Regions from separate parts of the Sus scrofa genome. Here region 1 is linked to region 2. Evidence: chromatin contacts called from public HiChIP or PLAC-seq data. All regions are on one chromosome and are shown on one strand. The core of a region is the stretch at or near the end of the contact, and the rest is flanking DNA. Distances in the headings are between cores, read along the strand shown.

Region 1 (6,536 bases), core at 3,639-6,138, 280 kb before region 2:
AAATAGAAGAGAAATATTAGAAACAAAAATAAATAGAGAAACCATAAAGATATTTTAGCAGTAGCTATAATTTCTATGGATGTTTCTGGGAGAAATTTTATGCGAATTATCTGTGTTACATTAAAATGTACTCTGCATAGACACCCTTCCCTGAACTCAATCAGTTGCCTTAAAAACAAATCCAAATCTAGATTTTTAAAAATTGTTTTTTTAATAACAAGATATTCAAAAAGACCAATATAAAAATAAGTAAGAGTGCAATGAGAGTATGATGAGAAGGAACTGTCAGATGATCTCCACTTAATATTGGTCTGAAAGGCGAACTCCTGGAGTCCATGTCTGAAGGCTTGTTTGGAGAACTTGGAAATTATTTAGAAGACAGCCACGAAGATGGCAAAATGTTTCAACCAGCGGAAAATAAGACCAGTGAGGAGAGGGACATGAGACTGTTATTCATTTTCCTGAAGAGAAATCCAGATGGCTATTGAATACATTCTTTGAGAGTATAGAGAGCTTTTTACAAGGAGGTGGTGAGCTATTTGCATTATGTATAGAACAAGAGAAAATAAGGTTTGAAGTTTGAAGACTTTGGTTATACAGAATAAGACTCTTTCTTTCTTTTTTTCTTTTTTCTTTTCTTTTTTTTTTAAGGGCGGCACCCAAGGCATATGGAAGTTCCCAGGGTAGGGTCAAATCAGAGCTGTAGCTGCTGGCCTACACAGCCAGAGCAACGAGGGATCCGAGCCACATCTGAGACCTATACCTCAGCTCACGGTAATGAAGGATCCTTAACCTACTGAGCGAGGCCAGGGATCAAACAAACATCCTCATGGATACTAGTCAGGTTCTTAACCTGCTGAGCCACAATGGGAACTCCAGAATAAGACTATTTCAATGTTGAATTGAGATGCAGGTTGAGCTTGTGCAATCTTCTCTAGAGCCATGAAATAATATTCATTGTGTGGTATCTTCTTTTGTTGGCTCTTCCTAGAGATGAGAGATAGACTCATGTCTCTTCTAGGCCTAAGATGCAGGTCCCCCAGAGAATCTTCTTTTTTTTTTTTTTTTTCCTGTCTTTTTGCCATTTCTTGGGCTGCTCCTGCGGCATATGGAGGTTCCCAGGCTAGGGGTAGAATTGGAGCTGTAGCCGCCGGCCTACACCACAGCCACAGCAACATGGGATCCAAACCATGTCTGCAAACTATACCACAGCTCCCAGCAATGCTAGATCCTTAACCCACTGAGCAAGGCCAGGGATCGAACCCACAACCTCATGGTTCCTAGTTGGATTCGTTAAACACTGAGCCAAGACGGGAACTCTGAGAATCTTCTTAAAGTCAGGGAGTTAATGTACTCTGAAACCAAATTAGCTGAACATGGTAAATGAAAGGGGAGAAGGCAGCTAAGAAGAGGATGAAATGTAGCTGTAAACGCTTTTTTAGAAAAACCATAAGGAATCACTTAAAAGTAAATAAAATTCATTATTAAAAGATTTAGAGAAGGAAGGATGTAGGGAAAATAGCTAATTTAAATAAAGAACAAGATCAAGTGTTTCACCTAAATTCTGAACACAGTATTTCTTTCTTTCCTTTTTTTTGGCCACACCCGCAGCAAGTGGAAGATACTAGGCCAGGGATCGAACCCAACCATAACAATGACGATGCTGGAACTACCAAACTTTTTTTTTTTTTTTTGCTTTTCAGGGCTGCACTTGAGGCATATGGAAGGGTTCCCAGGCTAGGGGTTGAATCAGAGCTGTAGCTGCTGGCCTACATCACAGCCATAGCAACTCGGAGTCTGAACTGTGTCTGAGACCTACGCTGCAGCCCAGGGCAATGCTGGATCCTTAACCTACTGAGCTAGGCCAGGGATTGAAATCACATCCTCATGAATACTTTTCTGGTTCTTTACCACTGAGCCACAACAGGAATTCCTGAACTTGTCATTTCTAATCACTCATTTTCCAAACACAGTATTAAGAAACCTAACTTTAGGAGTTCCTCTCATGGCTCAGTGGACACAAACCTGATTAGCATTCATGAGGATGCAGGTTCAACCCTTGGCCTCGCTCAGTGGGTTAAAGATCCTATATTACTGTGAGCTGTGGTGTAGGTCGAAGACTTGGCTCAGATCCTGCATTGCTGTGTCTGTGGCATGGGCCAGCTGTAGCTCTGATTTGACCCTTACCCTGGAATCTCCATATGCCACAGGTGTGGCTCTAAAAGCCCACCCCCCCAAAAAAAATACAAAATAAAATAAATTTTAAAAAAAGAAACACAACTTTAAAATGCAGAAAGTTTAGGTCTGCCTTGACTTGGAGGCCAGATGCTCAGTGACAACAGAGGGCCACATGTATGTAAAGCTCCTTAGTTGGTATTATCTGATTAGTCCATTAGTTTCTGACTTTTCTGTGTGCATTGCAATACAGAGTGAAAGGGTTGTAGTACTGGCAGGTTTGTCCCAAAATAGATTATGAATCAGGTATGAAGGGGAGATTCCAGGAACTAGAATTGAAGAGTGAAGAAGTTGAAACAAATTTACCTATGACTCAGTTCCAACTCATTTTACATACTATTGGGTACTTTCTCTTCCTATAATAGTTTCTACGCTTCGTCCCCAGAGTTTGTTGTTTCTTTTCAATAGCACTAGATAAGTGATTTTTAAAAAAATCACTGAGAAATGACTATTTTGGGGTAGCTTGCCAACAACTCAAATATCTGAAATAGTCATAATCTAAATATTGAATGTTAAAGGTTGTTTAAGACAATTATACAAATTGCAGAATGGAATTTTTTTTTTTTTTTTGGCCTTTTTAGGGCTGCACCCGAAGCACATGGAGGTTCCCAGGCTAGGGGTCCAATTGGAGCTGTAGCTGCCGGCCTTTGCCAAAATCACTGCAATGCTGGATCCGAGCTGTGTCTGCCAGCTCCACCACAGCTCACGGCAACAATGGATCCTTAACCCACTGAGCAAGGCCAGAGATTGAACTGACATCCTCATGGATACTAGTCAGGTTCTTTAATCACTGAGCCATGATGGGAAGTCCTGGAATGGTCTACTACCTTTTGCCTTCAGTTTTTCCTTTCCAAAAATTTAGAGGATATTGACTCCCAAGTGCTAATGGGATTCAGGTAAAGGCTGCTGCTGCTATTTTCAGTTTCCCTACCTCCCACATTACAGTTGAACAACAAACACCCACAACAGGCATCTCCAGAGATGCTGTTATATTATTTATTTATTTATTTATTTATTTATTTTGCTATACTATTTATAAATAAAATCATTGTTGAGTGACTGCATTCCACTGGTGGAATTCATTTTCATTGGCCTTATTTTTTGTAAAATAAGCTCAATTCCAGTTATATACACACTTACTCGTTACAAAGTTTTTTGTTTTTTAATATTTTGTTTCCGACTAACTTTAGTTTTTTTTTTAATGTCCTATTGCATAGTCTGAATCTACTGAAACTGCTTGCCACCAAAATAGTTTCTTCTCTCAAGCAAAGGTATAATGAAGGGAGTAAATAAGTTACTTGTTTGCAATCCCAGAGAATCTAAGAGAATAAACTTGCCATTGAGAATAATATACTGTACATAATTCATGTAACTCACAAAATTTTGTACCTGTAAATGTGTGAGTAGAAATCTCCCTAATGCGAAGGCTCCCTCCGTTTATGTGACTTAATTATTCTTTATATAGAGTGTAATTGTTCTGGAATCCAGAAAAATTTAAAAGGATTTTCTGTATCTCTGGAAAAGGATTGCCTTCCAGCTGGAAGGATAATCTTTCTTCCATTCTCCCACCTTTTGCATAGAAAAGTAAATAACCAACTTCCTGCCTAAGCACACCTGGATTATTGCTCATGAGAGCAACAAATGGATTGATTCAAGAATTAGGAAAGTGATCATAAGGTCTTAGAGAATCATTGACTTTAGAAGTCAGAAGGATCTTGGAAAACTGGTTTAACTCCTTCGTAAATGACAAGAATTAGATATGAAAACTGCTTTTGAGATGCCTATTAGCTTCAGGAGTGAGGTAAGTTACTTTTCAGCCTTAATTACACCAACTGCTACATAAAAAAAGGGGGATTCTGGCAACTGCTTCCCACATGACAGAAATCCAGATCAGCCCTAAAATTGAAGAAGTAGGAACGAAAGTCAAATGAACGGACATAGAAACACTTTTAAAATTAGGACTGAAGATATCAGTTCTCTCACATGATTCCCAAAGTCAGTCAGTTTTTTTTTTTTAATTCCCTCAAAACTTTTATGCATCAAAAGATGATCCTGAGATACTAGCATGGAAATAATTAGTAGTTTTAATTAGTACAACTGGGAAATAAGGTAGACCAGCCTTAATAAGGGTCTTCAACATGGAGCACATTAAAGTAAATTTTTTTTCCTAATATCAAAGTACATCTTACTGACGAACATACAAAATGAGTTATTTTGCAAACTGGAAAGAGTATAATTGAATTCAGAACAAGTTCGATGTATTAAGAAAGGAGATGCCTTGGAACGCTGGGACCTGGGAATTAGATTGTCTAAGATACTCACGGATACATTTCTAGAACACACCAGCCATACAGCGGGGCTTTTTTTAGACTGCTTAAACTTTAGTTTATTTTAACGCTGCCCAATGCCTATTTTGAGGGTCATAATGGAAAGTAAAAACTATCCCATATACATTAGGAGCATATGCCAAACAACAGATCTGAATATAGTCTAAAAGCTGAACACATACTTGGCAAGAAGACAGCTGTGGTCACTTTACCCCAGCTCGACAGTAGCAAGCACATCTGGAATCCTAATGATCCCAGGAGCTTTGGGGCCTCTGGAGGACAGCCATCTGGTGCAAAGGAAATCTGGACCAAGTGTCCCACCCGACAGAAAGAGCCTCATTGTGCTGCTGTGAAAAGCAATGCACCCTCCTTCCCTCTGATAACACATGAGCTTTTCAACCAGCCAGTGAGCCAGAGAAATATACGTGCTCCGAATTGGATCTAAAACCGCAAGAGCGCGGCAGATAAGAAATAAGGAATAGAGCCGTGAAGTAAATCCCTTTTAAAAAGGACGTCAGCAGATTCTGTTAGCTTTATCTAATCTTTTAGTAGTTCCTTTTGATCATGTCAGTTTATGGGCTTCTTCAAGCCTCTGTTCTTTATATGTAAACTGAAAGGGTTGGGCTGTATGAATTTTATGGCCCCTTCTAATCTCAACATCCCATCAGTTTGTGATTTTACAGAATGGTTCTGGGCACAGAGAGAAAGGACTACTGTGGAAGAAGGAATGGCAGCAAACATGAAGCTGTTCTGACATAGCTTGTTGCCTGATGGCACCAGATCGCTGTGACAAAAGGTTACACGCACAAACGCCCTCTCAAATGATGGTACCCGTGTTTCACAATCCTGCCAGTGTCGCCTCTGCTCTAAACTGTCTACAAACCCTGCCCAGCTTGTGGGGTCCGCCCCACATTAAACACATGGTGGGAATCTCTGGTCGATGGAGAGAGGATGCTGCTTCAGAAGCAGGTGAAGAAGGGTCTTCACCATGCAGAAAAGCCTGGAGGGCATGGGAAGGAGAAGGGCATGGCCATGAAAGTGAGGAAGGAGATGGGGGCTGAGAGCCTTAGTCAAGAGGATACAGCAGAGTATACAAACTTGGAGAAGGAGAAGTTGAGGCTACTCCTAAAACCCAACAGACAAACATGCCTGTAAGTTGATGTGGAGTAGAAGGACAGAGGTAAGAGTTGGAAGAGCGACATTGTACGTTGGCTAAATATGGCTCTGAATCCTGGTTCCACCACTTCATATCCTGTATATCCTTGGACTTGTTACATAATGTTGTTCTCCTCATCAACAAAGTGAAAGTAATGACCCTTCTTGCTCATAGAGCATGTAATGAATAAATGAGATAACACGCCAGTGTTAAAGATCCTTATAGCTGCACAGTGGACATTCACAAAGCATGTATTAGCCATCATTACTTCCACCATTACTGTTATTAGCGGAATCATGAGTGTGAATAGTGTATTTGCCCAGAGTGATTGCTTGTGACAGAGTAGGGAAGAAAATCATTGCATCAGCCACCAAAGTGATGAAAGAATGGGGAAAAGTATCTTAGAGGTTAGGAGGTGATGACAGTAAAGGCTGTGGTTGAGTCAAGATGGTAAAATTCTCAGAGAGTGTCAGGCAAGCTCTTGGCCTGCAGGGAGAGAAGCCTGAAGAGACCATTTCTTCTGTGGGGTGCTGGGCAAACTGTCATTTTTAGTAAGAAGCCAAGTCTCAAGTAAGGCAGCACTTTCCTAAAGATATTTCTTTTCATTCTTTCTTTCTTTTTTTCTTTTTTTTGGCTGCGTCCCTAGCCTGTGGAAATTCCCAGGCCAGGGATCGAACCTGAGCCATAGCAGTGACCTGAGCCACAGTAGTGGCCATGCCAGATCCTTAACCCACTGTGCCACAAGGGAACTCCCTAAAGATATATATATATATATATATATATATATTTTTTTTTTTTTTTTTTTTTTTTCTTTTAAG
Region 2 (6,500 bases), core at 1,816-4,315:
AGGTAATTCAATATGGGAAGGATAGTCTTTTAAAATGATGCACTGAAATAATTGTATATCTGTATGGATTTTTAAAAAATAACCTTGGAGTTCTCCTGTATCTCAGTGGGTTAAGCATCTGGTGTTGTCACTGCAGTGGCTTGGGTCACTGATGTGGCACACGTTCGATCCCTGACCTAGGAACTTCCACATGGAGTGGGCATGTCCAAAAAAAAAAAAATAATTAAAGGTAAAAAAATTAACCTTGACCCTCACCATGTATCACAAGCAAAAATTCACAGATAAATGTACAGGAGAAAAATTCTGTGATTTGATCAAAGATTAATCCAAAGGGCACAGAAAGCACTGATGATAAAAGACAATATTGCTAAAGGACATTAGCAAAATTAAAAACTTAGGTTCTTAGATACACAGACTGAAAGAAATAAAAAGGCAAGCTGTAAATTGAGAGAAAATACTTGTAAAGCATATGTCTGTCAAAGGACTTGTGTCCAGAATCTATAAAGAATTCTTACAATCCTATATAAGCAGACAAACACAATAAAAAAATTTGGCAAAAGATTTGAACAAATTCTTCACACAAGGAGATATACAGATGGCAAATAAACATATAAAAGTATACTCAATATCTCTAGTCATCAGAAGAATGCAAACTAAAACCACAAAGAGATCCTATTACATACTCACTAAAATGGCCAAAATTAAAAGCATTGACAATATCAGGTGCCAATGAAAAATGTGGAGCAACTGGACTTTCATATAGTATTAGTGGACCAAACTATTATGGTCCCTTTGGAAAACAGTATGGCAGTGTCAAGTTTAAACGTACTTTTATCATCCAACTCAGCAATCCCATTTCTATATATTGAAGTGAGAAATTAAATAGATATCCACATAGAGACTTTTATATGAATGTTATAGCAGCATTATTCATAAACAATAAAAGTAGAAACAACTGAATGTCTATCAGTTGGTGAATTCATACTGTGAAATACCAGAAGCATCATCATGGAACACAATATACAGAGCATAAATAAACCTAAAAACAGTCTAAAGGAAATAAGTCAAACCAAAAGACTATTTATAGTATTACTTTTTTTACATTAAACTCTTAAAAAGGCAAAGACCTAGTGTCAGAATGAACAGTGATCTCTGGGATCAGAGATTTAAGGAAGACATTAACTGCAAAGACATTAGGTTGTGTCTATTGGCTTGACACCCATCATGAGGTGAATCCAGTTTTCAGGTAAAACTCACAAAAAAAAAAAAGCCTATGAGGTTCATAGTATATATAGAAAAATCATTGTGGTCCAGAGAAGTTAAGTGCCCAAGGGCACACTGCTAGGATCAAAGTTAGACTAGAACCCAGTCCAGTTCTGGATTCTTGCCATTTTATCCATCTTAGGTAATGCTACAGAGAAACAGCTCTACCATCACTACCACCCATCCCAAACTTCATGGACTTGTCTCTTTTTTGTTTCTTTCAGTTACCATGTTATTTTTTAATTCATTAATCCTTTAAGTCATTAAACCAGGATTTACTGAAGTGAGCACCTCCCTGTGCCCGGAATATATTAGGTGCGTACCGGGAAGGAGTTCAAAGTCTAGTGTGGAGACAGAAAAGTGAACAGATTCTGATAGTTGCCAGGATACAGGGAAGTAGAGTGTGAGATGGGAGTGAGCCCCAGAAGAGACATCTAAAACAGATTCTGGCACCAGGAGGAGGCTGGAGCAGGTGAACTTTTGAAAGAGATGAGGTCTGCACCCAGCCAGCCAAGTGAAATAGCAGGGGAGATGATCCTGCGGAAGAAGCAGCTAGAGCACAGACATGGCATCACGAGATGTGCAGCCTTCTCTGGAACTGCATGGAAATTTGTTCAATAGGTAGGTTGAGTGGTGAAGGGGAGACTTGCGAGTTAAATAGGGGTCAACTCATAAAAGGCTCTATATGCTTGGTGAAGGCCTTTGAATTTTATGCTGAGGCAAAGGCAGGGCATTCAAGGATTTTAAGCTCCTTAAGCAAAAGGATTTTGTGTTTTGGAAAGATCCTGATAGCTAGATTAGGAAGAAAGGAAGAGTCAAGCTACTGTTGCTATTACGCTGGCACAACATAATGTGTCAGACAGCTGCAGTGAAGAAAGATGAGAGGGAGCGATGAAGAGGACTGGTTGGTTTACCCTCCCACCTCCCAACCAGTCAGGAGGTTTCTTTCTCTTATCCCCCTCTTCTCTTTAAAAGAAGAAAGTATAAAGCATTGGTGGGTCCCAGGCTTGGACCTAAGTAGCTGGTAGCGATGCTTACTGAGATGAGCATGCCAGAGGGCCAAGGCGTGTGATGCTCCTTCCTTGATGGAACCTCAAGCAACTCTTCCTAACAACCACATGGTACTGGATAGTTATCTACATTGTTCTTTCACATGCAGTTTGGTTATTCTTCAACAGAAATATATATATATATGTATACTCTTTTCTAGTTCTTTGATCATAGCATTATTCACCCATTAATAACCTCTGATATGAATTTGCAAATAAAGTCCACTAGCCAGATGGGATTTATTGATTCTCTAACCAGGAAAACATGCATGCACAAAAAGCCCTGCCCTTTCTTTTCTTCTTCTTTCCTTTTTTTTCTTCCCTCTGTCTTTTTCTTTCCTTCCTCCATTTCTTCTCTATTCTTCCATTTCTCTCTCTTGCTCTCACTCTCTCTCTTTCTTTGTTAATCCGAGAGAAACATTTTCTCCAAACTCAAACTGATTTCTCTTATTGGTTCTAGCACAAACATTTGCATCTGTAAAATCTGGAGTTGGATAGAAATGTGATACTGAGTTTGACATTTCTATGGAACGTTCCATCAAATATCCCCTTCTTACCATCCCCTTGCTCTTCCCATGACCCATGGTTTAGCCTCTGCAAGATGGATTACATTCTTTCTTCCAGCTGGCATGAAGATACCACCTCATGGGAAGAAGTTTAAAAATAATTGTAAGCTCATTAAATGTAGCAGTATCTGGGTGAGAGGGAGGATACAGCATGAGGGGAGAGTGGACACAGGAGATGGGAGAGGGCACATGTTTCCATTTATAAGCAAGAGCTTTAAAACTGTGCCAAGCAAAGCTGCTGGGGGACCAAGGCAGAGTAAGAACGTGAGCACAAATCACCACATCTGACTATGACAAAATACTTTGGCTGAAGCAGTAAAAAGACTTTAAGGTAACTTTTTGGGAACTTTCAATCATTGTTCCATTGCCATCAACACATGATATACAAGGCTGATGAAAAGAACAGTACACTGGGAAGCCAGCCACAAACTCAAATTATGGGTTTTCCATAGACTTGTTATAAGAATTAAAAAGACTTTTCATGGATTTGGGCTTCAATATCCTGACCCATCAACAAATAAAACAATAACTGCTACCTCAAAAGACTTTATAAAAATATACTGAGATAACCTTTGTGGAAATTTTTCCACTATAAATTTCATTTAGTATTGCTGAAACTGCACAACTCAGATTGGAACTTGAACCCATGAGCTGGGACTCTAATGCAGCCAAAATCCATGTTGGGACTTGAATCCACTGTCTTAATTAATGTCATTCTCTTAAAAGTTGTCCCCTGCCCCCTTCCCTCCTGTTCATTAGCAATTATTATTATTATGGAGAGAAAAAAATTTTCAGAGTTAGAGAGTATTTACTTTTTAAAAAAGCAAGGCATAAGAAAAAATAATTCATGGGGAAAATATTTTTTTATAAAATTCTGATCTCCTTCTAAAACTTTAGATTAAAATAATGAGCATTTTAATCTTTAGTGGAGACCATTACGACAATAAAAACAATTTCTTCCCATGTAGACTATTTTTGTTTTGACTCTTGAATAAGCATCACATGGGAATATCAGTTAAAGGGATAAAAGCTGAAATGATGAAAATAAATTTTAGCTTCTTAAAAATATCACAAAAATCATTTTTGCTGTAAAATAAACTTTTTGGCAGATACAATGGTATTGGACCTTCACTGTGATGAAATTACATCAAGCATTTTAATTAATTTTTGGTTTTCTTAGAATTTGGCTTTATTTTTATAGCATGTATTCAACTGCTGAATGCAACATTATCTAATTTTGTTTCAGCTTCTGTAACTCATAAGCAAAGGTCATGATGTACTTGCAACTTTATATAAATTGAGACATAGAAGATCATTAGGAATCAAGATCTTTTCATACTTTCATCACCAAATAGGAGCTCTAGCTACATTCTGGTAGTGAATTTGGACAACTTTCAAGTTTCAGGTTTTGCTAAAAAGGGCTATTAAACAAACCAAAACCTTCTAAATAAATGTAGTACATCCCAGAACATTTCCCCCAGGCAGGCAAATCTGGTTCATTGGGGATAATGACTTATCGGTAGCAAGTGAACCATTACACACAATCCATATAACTAGACTCCGAATGTAGCTGCATCCAAATATTAGTGGAGTAAGTAGTAAAACATTCCTTTCCAATAATGATGACTTAATCTCAAAAACATATTAGTAATAAATAGCCAGGGTTTAATTTCTTTAAAATCTGTATGCAGAGACGTAGATTATTTTTTCCATGACGTAACAACCTACTTCCTGTCCAACTCACTAGAGAGATTAGTGTCTAACTTGGCAATTAAAACACAGATACATCAGGACACACACAAAGAAAGTACTGCAGCTGTTACCCTTTATCATTTAGTCAGCTGGATGGAGCAGAAGACAGTAAACTCCAGACCATTTTGCTGGATTTAATCAGGCTTTCTGTGCGAGAACCTAAACAGGATGGTCTTTACTTTGAGGAGCTCAGAGTCAGGGAAAGCAATTGTCCATGTACCATGATAGAGCCATCTACAAACCAGCAGTTCTTACTTAATTATAACAGAATAATTATTGTTATGTTAGGGATAAAGACAGTCAATTTCACTACCTCTCTTGTTATGAGTAAACAGTTTCACCATCATAAAGTGAGACACAGCAGCAAATGAACAAAATCTGGAAAAGGAAATACAGCTGGTATTGCAGTAGTGGATTGAGAGTTAATTTCATTTTTCTATCTTTTATTGTTTTTAATGTTATTTTCTTTGTCTTTTTTTTTTTTTTTTTTGTCTTTTCCAGGGCCTCACCCGCAGCATATGGAGGTTCCCAGGCTAGGAATCTAATCGGAGCTGCAGCCATCTGCCTACGCCAGAGCCACAGCAATGCCAGATCCAATCTGTGTGTGTGACCTACACTGCAGCTCACGGCAACACCAAATCCTTAACCCGCTGAGTGAGGCCAGGGATTGAACCTGCAACCTTGTGGTTCCTAGTCAGATTCGTTAACCACTGAGCCATGACAGGAACTCCTTAATGTTATTTTCTATCATGAAACTCCTGATAGAGTAACAAATGCTCATTAACCTAGAACATACTCATGGAGAATTTTAAGTTATGTGAGTATACACTAGTCTTGTTTAATTTTGTGCCAGATGTGAAAGATATGTTAACACAAATTACAGACAAAAGGAAGTTCTGTTTGGGGAGTAGGAGGTTGGCTTAATCTGAGAGCAAATTATTTCTAAGTATTACTTTGATCCATGTCTATACAATCTTCATGCTAGGAACACACAATTTAAAGTCTTGGCTTCAGCAGATTTATCAAGACCAAAGGTGACATTTCTGTGACCATTACTCTAAGTACTTGAAAATGATGTAATTGACTTTCTTTAAGAATCTTCTATAATTGAAGACTACTTTAATTACCTAGTAACTTGTCTTACCAACTCTGAGCTCTCACTGTCTTCCTCCACCCCCACTGCCTCCAAACCTAGCTTCCCTGGTCAACTTTCCTAAAGCTTTGCTTCCTAAAGCCATGGCCCATGACTACTCTTCTGCTAAACACCCCGGTGGCACCCCGGTGCCCACTGAACACTTTTGATTTTTTTTTCCCCCAATACTTTTCACATACAACCTTCTCTTCTAAATCCCCGACAAAAAAAAAAATTCCAGTTTCTCCTCCTTAAAAATCCTTCTCAGTCCTTTCAGAGTATCCAAATCCTTCCTTGTCTGCCAACTTAATGTACCATCCAACATGTCTTCCTCCAGAATCAGAGCCCAATTTGATGGTTCTTATTTCTGAATTCCCATGAAAACATATTACATATCCTTCTATGACCACAAAAGCATAAATAACCTTGGATTATTTCAAAATACCTAATATATATTGACCTAACTATTTTTTTAATCAGTTCAATGTTCCTTAAGACACTTGCTATTTATTATATTTATTTTGGGCCTCTCTAGCATCTAGTATATACCCAAGAGTTGGTAAATTGTAATAACATGGCCTAGAGTAGATACTCAATGAACACTTGTTGAAAGAATGAAGGTGGAGAACACTGTCCCCAGCCAGAAACCATGATTCTGGTTCCAACTTTGCTCTGTTTTAATCAGAGTGATATTGGCTAAAGCAGTTAATATTTTTGGTCTTCCTTTTTCTTATCTGT

The links. HiChIP or PLAC-seq counts read pairs in DNA pulled down with a chosen protein or histone mark.
Region 1: a contact with region 2 is called in an H3K27ac HiChIP or PLAC-seq map of skeletal muscle, with 3 times the contacts expected there. The contact joins two enhancer-like sites. A contact is called at or near these places in 2 of 2 datasets of contacts at active chromatin or transcription factors (alveolar macrophages and skeletal muscle).

The regions. Positions count from the first base shown.
Region 1 is chr1:29,700,398-29,706,933 of Sscrofa11.1, reverse strand. It overlaps a transcript of SGK1 not described here. Among named protein-coding and RNA genes, the nearest start is that of SGK1, 44 kb to the left of the region's middle. Within about 2 kb of position 4,888, at least 15 of the 83 cell types and tissues checked have an H3K27ac peak or open chromatin away from gene starts, as enhancers often do. A contact at or near this core is called in skeletal muscle, where this site is marked.
Region 2 is chr1:29,415,001-29,421,500 of Sscrofa11.1, reverse strand. No RefSeq gene overlaps it. Among named protein-coding and RNA genes, the nearest start is that of SGK1, 330 kb to the left of the region's middle. Within about 2 kb of position 3,065, at least 2 of the 83 cell types and tissues checked have an H3K27ac peak or open chromatin away from gene starts, as enhancers often do. A contact at or near this core is called in skeletal muscle, where this site is marked.